Regions from separate parts of the Bombyx mori genome. Here region 2 is linked to region 1. The links are chromatin contacts, called in public Hi-C maps. All regions are on one chromosome and are shown on one strand. The core of a region is the stretch at or near the end of the contact, and the rest is flanking DNA. Distances in the headings are between cores, read along the strand shown.

Region 1 (6,556 bases), core at 2,965-5,464:
TCGGACAACTCCGAAGGAACATTGACGGAGACCGCGCTACCGTGGGTGGACATTATTGTAGTCCCAAAGGATTCTGTTTAAGGGAGAATAAGCACCTAAATTCGAACGAGCGGGCTTTCTTATAAACGGTTTATATTTCTTCGTTCTTGGTAGGTACTTAGGGGCTGATATTTTTATCTGGGTTAACAGATTAGGTGTTATGTAAACTACATTTGCCAAGAAGGTTAAAAAAAATCAATTCGAGGGGTGAAAAGCTGTTTGGTTTAAGCGACATTTCGCTTAATACGCGACATTTATCTTTGTAATTAAAGATGCGTTAAATTTGTTATTAGGATCAACAGTTCGATATTTTTAATTGAACTTTAATTAACTTTTGTCCATTCAACTGGCTGAAGAAGTTTTTTTTTTGTTATGGTATTATATTTTTTTCCAAATTTTAAAATTTTAATGGCTGTACGGTAAAGTTGCAAAAATTTCGATTAAGCATCTATATATTAATACGTGAAGCAAAAACTTTGTATCCCTTTTTACGAAAATTGCGCGGACGGAGAAATATGAAATTTTCCACACTTATAGAGAATATAGAGAAGAAGTGCACAATGCTAATATTTCTTTTAAATAATGTATAAAAGATACATTAAATCAATAAAGAAAACATTACACACACTACTTAACATGTATTTGACGCACACTATATTACTATTTATTGTCAAACTCTTGTCTTGTCTTGACGTCTGTGGTCAAATTGAGAATAAATTAAACATTGTTTGTCTTTATTAATATTTTTTTATAGAGTAACCTTGGCGAAATTTGTGATTAGAGAAGTATAAAATACAATCATAATACCGAAAGCGTAAGTGTAAATTCTAACAAAAAACACACAAATTGAATGTGTGTATTATTTATAATTATTATGTATAGGTAGGTCTTCTTCAAGAAACATTTTTCAGTCCGTGCAATACCGACATTGGCAATGCGGTTTTCTGCTGCGCTTCAGTTGTTTTCTGTGTTTTCGTTACGTCCACTATATTATCCTTCGCCAAACGGACATTGATTAAAAAAAAGTTGCGATTTTTTTTTCTAATATAGCCCAATTTAAGAAAATAATTTAATATATTTTTTAAGCTTTGACGGTCACTTTCACGTAACTATTCAATAGTTTTTTTTTTTCTTATTTTAATTATTTAATACATTTTGTACGCACAGCTGTTAGAAGAAAAATAAGGATACAGAGTACAAGGGCACTACTTATTTCATGTTTAAATCTCTTCGAGTGGGCCCGCAGAAGGAAAGAAGAATTAGGAACATAAACCTAGTGCATACAGTAAACATTACATATGATTATTGTATATTATATTTAATGTAAATATATGTATTTAATATTTAATATATTATATTTATTGTAAATTTTATCGCTTTTCAAGTTGTTGACATCATCAGTAGCATAACGAAGACGGACTGTATTAAAATATAGTTTTTCACTAAAAATTGCTTTTCTGTAATCAGCTAGCGTTTTCTTCGAAATGGTTATTTTTTTATTTATTGCTTAGACGGGTGGACGAGCTCACAGCCCACCCGGTGTTAAGTGGTTACTGGAGCCCATAGACATCTACAATGTAAATGCGCCACCCACCTTGAGATATAAGTTCTAAGGTCTCAGTAGAGTTACAACGTCTTTTTCATAAAAAAAAAATCAATCAAAAAAAATTATGGCATTAAGCATGCATAGACATGCCAATGCCCTATACACCTTACCTTTTCATTAGATGCCTTCAGCTCTAACACTAAGAGCAGGCTTAGGGACCCCGGTAACCGTACTCGTCGACAAAGAGTTCGACTTGCATCCTAACCTATGCATCAGCCCGCTGAGTTACTGGCCGGATCTCTTCAGCGGGTCGCGATTCCGATCCGGTGGTAGATTCATTCGCGAAGCAGCTGCTCTTGAGTTGTTAGGTTTGCTTCGGAAGCGCTCGGGCACCTGTTAACAAATGCCACCCCTCCTAGATGAGCCTTTGCTCGCCCACCTGTCCTAGTGAAACTGGAAAGGCCTCCGGGCCACCAGTAATCGTTCAATCATAAAAAAGGCTTAGAGTAATAATGATTTTACTCGTATGAAATCACTTCATTGCTTACAAAAACACTTAGACATTGTATTATTATTATTATAAAAAATTGAGTCACAAAATAATTGTGTTAATTTTCGTGAATTAACATTGAAATATGGGTCATATTACATGAGTAGAATTTTTGTGTCTTGACCATATCTCGGCGCGTTCCAAAGCAGAGAAAGGTGTACAGTGACGTCATTGCATTGTATTAACGAAATTTAGAAGTGGCATTCAAATTTTAAATCGTTTTAATATGAGACCCTAAAAACTGTCTATAAATAATATGTGTGCGGCAAGTGATTCCATAATTATACTATGCCCTAATTGTTTTCCCACCTACCTATTCGCTGGTAGCCTAAAGGGCTATTTCAGCTACGCACGGACGCGATGAATGCCCTAACTGACAACTTAAAAATGCATAAAAATGGTCGAATTTCGAACAAAATAATGAAGCTATTACGAGTATTTAGATCCTTAAATGCTTTATGCTCGTTTTTAGATCCGAATTTTCTATAACAATAATGTGTAATCATAATATAAATAATACATAACTTTGATTTTTTCACACCGCAATGTTTAGATTTCAAATGGCTTTCAAATAATCCGCGTTAATCTTTAAATAGCTTTAGTCCGTGCTGAAAATAGTTTAGCAGATATACGAAGGTTGACCAAGCCTCATCACCTTGCCGTTTCAAGTGTTAATTGGGCACCTAAATAAACGTAAATTTGCTTAACGGCTTTTCAACTGTCGTGTGATTTGGTGTTCATTGAAAATTTCTTCAATTTTGGACTACCTAATTCATATGTGGAGAAACTGTTTGGTGAGCCAAATATTCTGAGGGAGATGAAGTCGCGAAGACTCGGATGACTTGGGGATGTGGCGCGTATGGAGCAGGATCGGGCTGTGAAACGGGTGTACGCGGATGTACCGGAGGGACGCCGCCCCGTAGAGAGGTCCAAGTGCCGCTGGTCTGACGCTGTGGAAGGAAATTTACCTGAGCTCCAAGTGTCAGGTTGGCAAGATGTTGTGCAGCACCAGAATGAATTGCGACGTTTATTGTCGGAGGCCAAGACCCACTTCGGGGTCATAGCGTCAGTGCAATAGAAGTAGTACTAATTCGTAGCGGTAGCTTTTTTTTATTGCTTAGATGGGTGGACGAGCTCACAGCCCACCTGATGTTCTGTGGTTACTGGAGCCCATAGACATCTACAACGTAAATGCGCCACCCACCTTGAGATATAAGTTCTAAGGTCTCAGTATAGTTACAACAGCTGCCCCACCCTTCAAGCCGAAACGCATTACTGCTTCACGGAAGAAATAGGCGGGGTAGTGGTACCTACCCGTGCGGACTCATAAGAGGTCCTACCACCAGTGATTACGCAAATTATAATTTTGCGGGTTTGATTTTTATTAAACGATGTTATTCCTTCATCGTGGAAGTCAATCGTGAACATTTGTTGTGTACGTATTTGATTAGAAAAATTGGTACCCGCCTGCGGGATTCAAACACCGGTGCATCGCTACATACGAATGCACTGGACGTTTTATCCTTTACGCCACGACGACTTCAAAATTATATTATTATATACATAACCTTTGTATTTGTCAAAGATTTATTGTAATTAATTTAGTTATAATACAAAAATTAACATCGCAAATGACGTCAATAACATAATGAAATCAAATGTATGAATACTGAATCAAACTTCTGTATTTGCTGTGCATACAAAACTGTTGCATATGATAAATTCAAACTGAGTCCGTCCTTTTGTGACTCATCGACGAATAAAATACGCAATCAATTTTGATGACATATCAATTATAATCAATATAGAAATACGAAGAAGTAGGTAAAGTTGTTAATAAGCTGGGTATACTTTTACTATGGAAAAATAATGGGATACTTATAATATAATGTCACATACTCAATAGCATATCTAAATAAAAGTAGACCGGATAAACTATTACGATTTACGCGAAATTGTTTCACAAGCACACTGGAATAATTACCCAAAATCCCGAAAATAATTTAAAGTAATAGTCCAATAAAAAGCGAAAATTGAATGAAAATACATGAGAAAACCCGAGTGTATTATATTGTCTGTCCCCTCTTCACATTCATAATACTACGCCGGCGTCGAGAGAGAGTGATTCAACGGCCGATGTCAGGCAGTACGGACCTGCGCCCGACCATCACGCAACGTCAAATAGAGTTCGATTTTCAAACAACTGTCAATTTGAATAGTTCCTTTCTGTAAGTCTCAATATTTCCCGCGTTCATTTTTTTTTTTCGTGAATTTGACTGGCTGTGTTTTTTTTTCTTAATCATTGTGAGTGTGCCCGTTTCTAAAAGTAAAAGGAGGTGAAGCATTCGTTATTTCGGTGAGTTCTTTTATATGTTCTACGATCTAATTTTTTAAATGTAAATGAATTTTATTGTTGTTTGCTTGTAAATTGTCCTATTTTTTCTGTAGCTCAAGATTATAATTTGAATAAACCGGCTTGGGTATACGTAATAAAAATGTAAAAGTACTTATGACGAAATTGTTTCGTTAGTTTTGTTTGTCGTTGTGATAAAACTGGGACAGCGATCATTTTCTCAATACATAAACTAATTTATTAATTGTGACGACAACTTTTTTTTTTAAACAGTACAATGACATACGGACGAAACAAAAGCTCTTATTTAAAAATGAAAATATGACGCAAACTACACAAACTTAAGGTCGTGGTCGTGTGACACAAATTTCTTTGCCTCATCCTTGAAATAAAAAAATGTTAAAAGTTTATTAAAGTCTGGCACTGTGAACAAAATGAATTTCAAAGAGTAGACGCCGATGCGTACTGTTCAGATCTACGTAAAGGTCTCAGTTACCAGGTCATAAAATCCCTTAAAAAAAATACTGTTCAGATTCCGAAAAAAACATTACAAAATTGTTCGTAAATAATTGGGATCAATAATTTTGACTAAGCACTCCGCTTTGTAGTGTGTGTAAAAATGATGACGATGATTATTGGAGATTCAACATGACAGCGATGTATCTCAAGAAAAATTACAATTATGCGGTAGGCAGCAACTGACGTCCATTAACTACGGTGATAATTCACCCCGATTGAATATGCTCTTTACCATCCTCGGCATTAAATAAAAATTACGGATTCATGTGTTGGTTTTTGTCCAGTTCTTATAAGGTCTCGACCTCTAATCTATCTTGGATATTGGCATTTCAGTACTTGAGATATTTTGTGTCATTCCTCTTTCTCTCTGAACGTCATTGCAGGATTCATGCGAGCGGTATTCGGAGAAAAAAGTCTGTTGATGCTCGAATCCTGACAGACAGTTGCCAATTTTTCGAATGAACGAATAATCGCGAATAATTTCCTCGGAAATAGAAAAATCATAATTTACGTAATTACTAGCGGTCTTTTGAGCCACATCGTTATATACCATCACCCCACCTATTTCTGCCGTGAAGCAATAAGCAGTAACACATTTCAGTTGCAAGGGTATGACAGCCTAAACTAATTAATGAAAAACTAAGACTTCCAACTCATGTCTCAAGATGAAGTGGCATTTGTGTTGTTCATGTTATTAAGAAAATAAAATCGCACAAAAATTCAACGTTCCATAAAATGCGAAAATATTTTTATTATATCATAAACTTCACCTTCATCTTCTCTTAACCGTTACACTCTTCACAGACTGTAGGTGATCTTTGCATTGTGTTAGAGGGGAATAATTTGAGGCATGTTAGGATGCTCCATCATTTCACTTTGGTAGTTAACAAAGAAATAAAATTAATAGCATCTGTTTACTTAACCCTAGTAATTTAATTATGAATTCCTCATTCAAATATTTTCAAATAATAGTAACCTATACCATATTGGCCATTTAGTTACCTCTACACAAAAAATATATCGCTCCATTTGCGTAAAGGAAGAATAAACCAAACTTAATAGCAGACTTTAACATTTATTACATTATCACATTATATCAAACTTACGCATTAGGAATCAAACTCTAAACGAAAAACGAAGAAACAGATATAATGATATCAGAAAATTGATTATTCTATCTGGAATTACATCACTTTAACCTTCACGTCCTTACGGATCCATCAGATCCAATAACCGTTGCATTAGATGCCTTCAGCTCTAATACTAGGGGCAGGCTTAGGGACCCCGGTAACCGTACTCGTCGAACTCGACAAAGAGGTCGACGTGCAACCTAACCCATGCATCAGCCCGCTGAGTTTCTCGCCGGATCTTCTCAGCGGGTCGCGATTCCGATCCGGTAGTAGATTCATTCGCGAAACAATTGCTCTTGAGTTGTTAGGTCTCCTTCGGAGGCGCTCGGGCAGTTGTTAGCAAATCCCACCCCTCTTGGCTGAGCCTGCTCGCCCACCTGTCCTGGTGAAACTGGAAAGGCCTTCGGGCCACCAGTAAA
Region 2 (6,556 bases), core at 1,980-4,479, 47 kb after region 1:
GCGGAGCACATCTCTCCCATCATCCTCCCCCTCGGGACGCCGGACCGGCGGTCGTCGGCGCCAAGACCACCAGCCCTCTCGGTCAATCAAAATGACGTGCCGTTTTTTCAGGCGCAAATAATCTTATGTGCAAGGTGTATTCGAAATAAGACGGTTGTACTGATATGTATACAATAATAGTATTTTTTTTAAATGCTTAGATGGGTAGACGCGCTCACAGCCCACCTGGTGTTAAGTGATTACCGGAGCCCATAGACATCTACAAAGGAAATTCGCCACCCACCTTGAGATACAAGTTCTAAGATCTCAGTATAGTTACGACTGCGCCACTCTTCAAGCCGAAACGCATTGCCGCATTACGGCAGAAATAGGCAGAGCCGTGGTACCTACCCGCGCGGACTCACAAGAGGTCCTACCACCACTAATTGGGCAAATTATAATTTTGCGGGTTTGATTTTTATTACACGATGTTATTCTTTCACCGTGGAAGTCAATCGTGAACATTTGTCAAGTACTTATTTCATTACAAAAATTGGTACCCGCTAGCAGGATTCGAACACCGGTGCATCGCTCGATACGAATGCACCGGATGTCTTATCCTTTAGGCCACGACGACTTCAAGTCTTACGAGAACACATTAATATTTGTTTTACTTATTTATTTGCATAGGATGCACTGTATATCGTTAAAAAGTACATATATTGAAAACCGACTTCAAGAGATTATGTAGGTACAATCAGGTACATCAATAAAAAAATATATAATATTTAAAAAAATAGATAAAGAATATCTGAATATGTAAATGGATATAAGGATACAATTAGACAACAGATACAGGTTTTATTTTACAATAAAATAATAACTAAACTAGTTCTAAAATTCTACGAATTTCGTTTCGCATTAGCTATTAATCTTTCATTTATGACCATAGCATTTTTGGGAATTCTGACCAGACATCCTCAATAGAACTTTGGCAAATTAAAACGGGACTTAGAACCGGTTGGTTTTGTTGCTGCAAAGAAATACAGAGATAAATAGATATAAAATAAACCATCTCGTCAAGTCTAAAAATAAAGCTTAACAAGAAACCTGATATTTTGAATGTCGCAGACGCGACTGTCAGATGTTTTCGTATTATAGAACACTAGATTTTTCACGTGGCTTTTTTACTCGCACTCATAGTGAAGAAAAAACATCGTTGAAGATTAGTACTTTTTTTTATTGAAGTGTACCTCATGTTCCTGACTGTGTCATTGACAAGGTATATAGCAGCGGTCGGGGAACTTTTTTAATTATTACCTCAAAATAATTTTGTGTAAGTTGATATTACCCAATGGCGAAGAACAAAAAAAAAACGAAATCGCTTCTTTTTAGCATCTTTCATATTATAGACCCTATGATAACTTTGAAAAAAAAAAAAAAAATTTTTTCTTTTCGTTTCATCGAGTTTGAAATCACAACGATTCTAAAGAAATTTCACTTCAATATATACTTTTTACTCAGAAAGGTTTCATTTTTACCCCCCCCCCCCCCCCATTTTACCCTATCTGGGGTAATATACCCCGGTTCTCCGACCGCTGGTATATAGAATCATGAGGTTCAGTTGAATAGCTAAGAAATATTGAACAAACAAACACGATTTCGCATTAAAAATATTAAGTACGTATTGTAAATATGAAGCAACCGATAACTACAAGAAATTTCTGCTTCGTTTACCGATTTCTACTTATTAAACAGAGCTTAAGGCCAAGCTACTACTTAGCGCTGGTAGAAAACAATGTACGCGTCGCCGATCATACTGCAGAACGGGCATAAATAGCGTGTAATTTGTTTTTCCTCTTAATTCAAAGACGGCTTTGTTGCACAAATAGTAATTAAGATGAAGTAATCCCAATTGATTTATATGTTTAGGGTTCAACGACAAAAGGAAGACCTTGTTTTGAGCGGGTGAAATTACTCAACAATATGGAATCTTAAGTCGTTAGCAGGATTCCAATATCTTGTGTTCTATAATATAAATACTTTTAATGCTCAGTTAGGTGAACGAGCTTTTATCGGAGCTCAAAGAATCAGAACGTGAATGCCCTCACTCATTTTGAGAAACTAGAGGTCCCGCAGTAGTCGAAATTCGACTATAATTAATCGGAATTGTAAGTTTGTACACTATTATGATTGTATTTTATACTTCTATAATCACAAATTTCGCCAAGGCTACTCTATAAAAAAATATTAACAAAGACAAACAATATTTCATCTATCCTCAATTTGACCACAGACGTCAAGAACAAAAGTTTGACAATAAATAGTATGCATGCGTGTGTGCGTCAAATACATGGTATGTAGTGTGTGTAATGTTTTCTTTATTGATTTAATGCATCTTTTATGCATTATTTAAAAAAAATATTAGCATTGTGCACTTCTTCTCTATATTCTCTATAAGTGTGAAAAATTTCATACTCCTCCGTCCGCGCAATTTTCGTAAAAAGGGATACAAAGTTTTTGCTTCACGTATTAATATATAGATGAGGTTCCCTTCAAACCGGAACGCACGTTTGGTGTCAATGTCTTAGTTAAAGATAGTTATTATAATTTTCTCGAATATAATATAATGTAGGTATTCCGTAATTGTTTCCGAGGCATCAGTGACGAGAGAAAATTCTAAGTCTGATTCGACATGACCCGTTAAATCTCTCGGAATAGTTATCAGTCGCTCGTGATCACGAATCATAAAGCGGTGGTTTGACCTGGTTACTTAGCACCTGGAAATACCGGCCAACGAAGCTCTTCACCAGGCAAAGTATATGAATAGGTGGAGAGAAACCGTGAGAAGAATAAGGAAGAGTAAAGTATCTGAACAATAAGGAAAGGACTGAGAAGAAAAAGAAAGAAAACAGTAAAAGAAGTTTTATTAAGAATCGTCAATAAAAGCTTAGAGAGAGAGAGAGTATTCTTTATTGTACACTAAAAAACAAATAAACAGTGCGAAACATTAAATACAAAAAAGTATAATACAATTGGCGGTCTTATCGCTAAAAAGTTTAATTTATTATTCAACATAATTACGGTAGTGTAGCTAGCTCAATGAGGCAAAAAAGACATAACGCGGAACCTAAGTTTCTCTAGCTCGTCGAGACGAATTCAAGTACGAACAAAATGACAGTAGTGCTCATAGTGTGAGAACACGTTTCCTAACAATGACGAAATTGTCTCGAATAGAAAACCTAGACGGATAATGAATGCATTTCCCAAGGCCGCATTGCAGCAACTCATCTACAATTACTTCTATGAAACGCTGTTTATAGTAATTATGAGAGCGTTTTCGTAATTAAAAATTTTCCAATTTGCATATCCCTTAATCAAGTTGACTAATTGCATAACAAAACAATACAAAATACTTTATTGTACCTTGATACAACAACATAACGAAAATGTACAGGAAAATGAATTAGCAAAATTAAATTTTAAAAACTAAAGTGTCGTTAAACTGACGGCAGAAATAGATAAAAATAATAAATTATTGTAGTTGAAACATTAAAACTGTGTGATAACTTAGACTGTATACAGACTACGGACAGACTAGGGTTATATAATGTTAACATTTATATTTTTAGTTCCAAACATAGCGATGAGATATCTCAAGGTCATATGAGAAGTATAGTTCGCATTCATCACTCCTTCGCAAGCTCAGATTAGGTTTTTTTTTATTGCTTAGATGGGTGGACGAGCTCACAGCCCACCTGATGTTAAGTGGTCACTGGAGCCCATAGACATCTACAACGTAAATGCGCCATCCACCTCGAGATATAAGTTCTAAGGTCTCAATATAGTTACAACGGCCACCCCACCCTTCGTACCGAAACGCATTACTGCTTCACGGCGGAAATAGGCGGGGTGGTGGTACCTACCCGTGCAGACTCCCAAGAGGTCCTACCACCGGCGGCTGCTTGTATTCGTTTTTCTATTTCATAAACTCACACGGCTTTAAACCGCTTGGGCTTAACCGTAGTGCGACCTAGGCCTAAGCATTAAAAAAAAATGTTAATTGTGTTAAAAAATGTAAATGCTGACCGCTTCAGGTTTTGTATCGTTATATTTTTTTACATTACGTGTTGTTGAATCTTGGAACTTGGTGATAAATTATATGTCATAACGTACGTATATGTTAGTACACTGGACCGACATTGTTTCTGTGAATTAACTCAGCTGTGTGTGAATTCACGCCTTGATATTCATTTGTACATACTTATATATTAAAACAGTTTCAAAGTTTAATTATATACGTGAAATTTATGATACGGAATAAACATTGAAATGTTCCTATGTTTTTGTATAATAATTGAATTACTGTTTGAGTGCTGTCTTTATTGTTGTAAAAAAAAGATAAATACAAAGCACTCTGTTTGTTAGAGTTACTTATTCGAATTATAATTAATTATACAGGAATGGTTACTCTTTTAGATAAAAACAAAAAAAAACATTGTTTGTTTTTGCTATTATATTTTGAACTGTATATTTTGTTTTGTTCTATACTTTGCTGCTAGATGAATTTAGACGCGCTCTTCATCCAGCTAGTGGTTCGTATGGTCCACAGACATCTTAACGTGAACAAGGGTACTGGTGGCGGTAGCTATCATAGAACGCAAGATATTTGCATATTTACAAGTTTTTTTTATTGCTTATATGGGTGGACGAGTTGCCCACCTGATGATAATTGGTTACCGGAGCCCATAGAGAACTACATCTTAAATGTCGCCACTCACCTCGAGACAAGAGTTCTAAGGTCTAAGTCATACCAGTACAACAGCTGCACCACCTTTTAAGCCGAAACGCATTACTGCTTCACGGCAGGGTGGTGGTACCTGCCCGTGCAGACTGGCAAGTCGTCCTACCGCCAGTAAAGTTCCGGACCATAACATTATTCCCTTTGCATTTACTCACCACCCCAACCCACCTTACTACAATATAAGTTCAAATTCTCAACTGTATTTTACGATAGATCTCACATCCTCTAAACTGGAGCACATGTCTGCTTCGCGATAGAAACAGCCAGGACGCTTGTACCTATCCGTACAGCCACACTGGACCCTAAGACCAGCAATCATGAAAATTTATTGTGCGTTTTTTTATATTTGTTACACAATATAACGTGTTGGTAGAACTTGTTGTTCAGGGTAGGAGGGTCAATGGTAAAAGGTCTCGTGGACCCCATGCGCTGACTGATCGGGTGAAAGACCTTACTAAAACCCAACTTAACGAATTCGTGCGCCTAGCCTCAGTTCGCAAACTATGGAAAACACCTGTAAAGGCTTTAATAAACAAAAATTCCACATGACCACGAGTAACCGACTCTGCCAAGAGTAACCGACTGTGATGACACAATATAATTCTTTTATCATAGACGTTGTACGTGAAGATTATCATCTTCAGTTAGGTTCGCATTTTCATATAATATACCGGTGGTATTTGATCTATGTTTGACGTCATACGTGGCCATGGATTTGCGTTTTACCTCTTCTAATACGCTTATATTAGCTTCAGACATGCGTATGTATGTAACGTAATCATCTTTGAACATGATTTTGACCCCCTTCAAAACGTCGGATTAACTCGAAATTTTGTATACTTATTAAGGACCGATGACAACTCAATATTAAAACAAAAAAAATTAAATTCAACTAAAGAATGAAAAATAAATAATAATATCATTTTTTCTTACAATATTTTGAATTCAAATTTATTTTCTATTTTTTAGTTGAATTTTCTATAAAAGCGTATTTTGTTAGTTTTTTTAAACTATATTTTTTTTTCATGAAATGCATCCTTGAAAAACTTGTAAAATTAATTTAGAATATTACCCGATCCAAGATCGAGACTATTAATAAAAATAAATATTACGTATTGTCAACTGTTATTGACGGCTAATAAGACGCTCTTCACAGATAGGCTTACTGCGAGATGGACAGTTGCTGGCGGAAGATTCTCCAGATGAAATTCTGAGAAAGTTCGAGTGCAATACCCTTGAGGAGGCCTTTCTTAAGCTTGCCTTAGCTCAATATGAAATTCCACAACGAAGACCCCGTAAGTATAATATGAATATCCACTATGTAGCTATCTGCTCATGTACCTATTAATATTCTAACCAGTACTTCAAAACCAATGAAGATACAATTTTAGCTACTTATTTGGGTTTTTGTAAGTAACAACTGCTTGGGCTTATGTTAATAAGCCGCATAGATATGTAACGTCAGTCTGCATATTTCTGCTATGAAACAGTCAGCATACAGCTTTTCCTTCGTTCTTAGGCGTTAATGAATGATGGCATTCTTTATTTATTTTTTATTGCCCTAGTAGGCAGACGAGCATACGGCCCACCTGATGGTGAGTGGTTACCGTCGCCCATGGACTTCAGCAAAGCCAGGGGCACAGCCAAGCCGCTGCCTACCGAAAATTCATCCTGTACTTTCCGTAGACTCCGGTAACCGCTCACTATCCGAGCTTGCTATGAGTTTACCTATGCTCTGAGCATTAAAAAGAGTAAGAGTAAGTAAGTAAGAGT

The links. Hi-C and Micro-C count contacts between places; a contact is called where the count stands out from the background.
Region 2: a contact with region 1 is called in a Hi-C map of posterior silk gland, with 2.8 times the contacts expected there. The contact joins the enhancer-like site here to the promoter of LOC101737884 in region 1. A contact is called at or near these places in 2 of 7 Hi-C or Micro-C datasets (middle silk gland and posterior silk gland).

The regions. Positions count from the first base shown.
Region 1 is chr26:3,421,603-3,428,158 of ASM3026992v2, forward strand. It overlaps LOC101737884 (ABC transporter G family member 20), which reads left to right and starts at 4,215. Exons shown (of 16, transcript XM_012696254.4): 1 at 4,215-4,491.
Region 2 is chr26:3,469,777-3,476,332 of ASM3026992v2, forward strand. It overlaps LOC101737884 (ABC transporter G family member 20), which reads left to right. Exons shown (of 16, transcript XM_012696254.4): 6 at 5,940-6,078. Among protein-coding and RNA genes, the nearest start is that of COPA, 39 kb to the right of the region's middle. Within about 2 kb of position 3,230, at least 2 of the 8 cell types and tissues checked have open chromatin away from gene starts, as enhancers often do.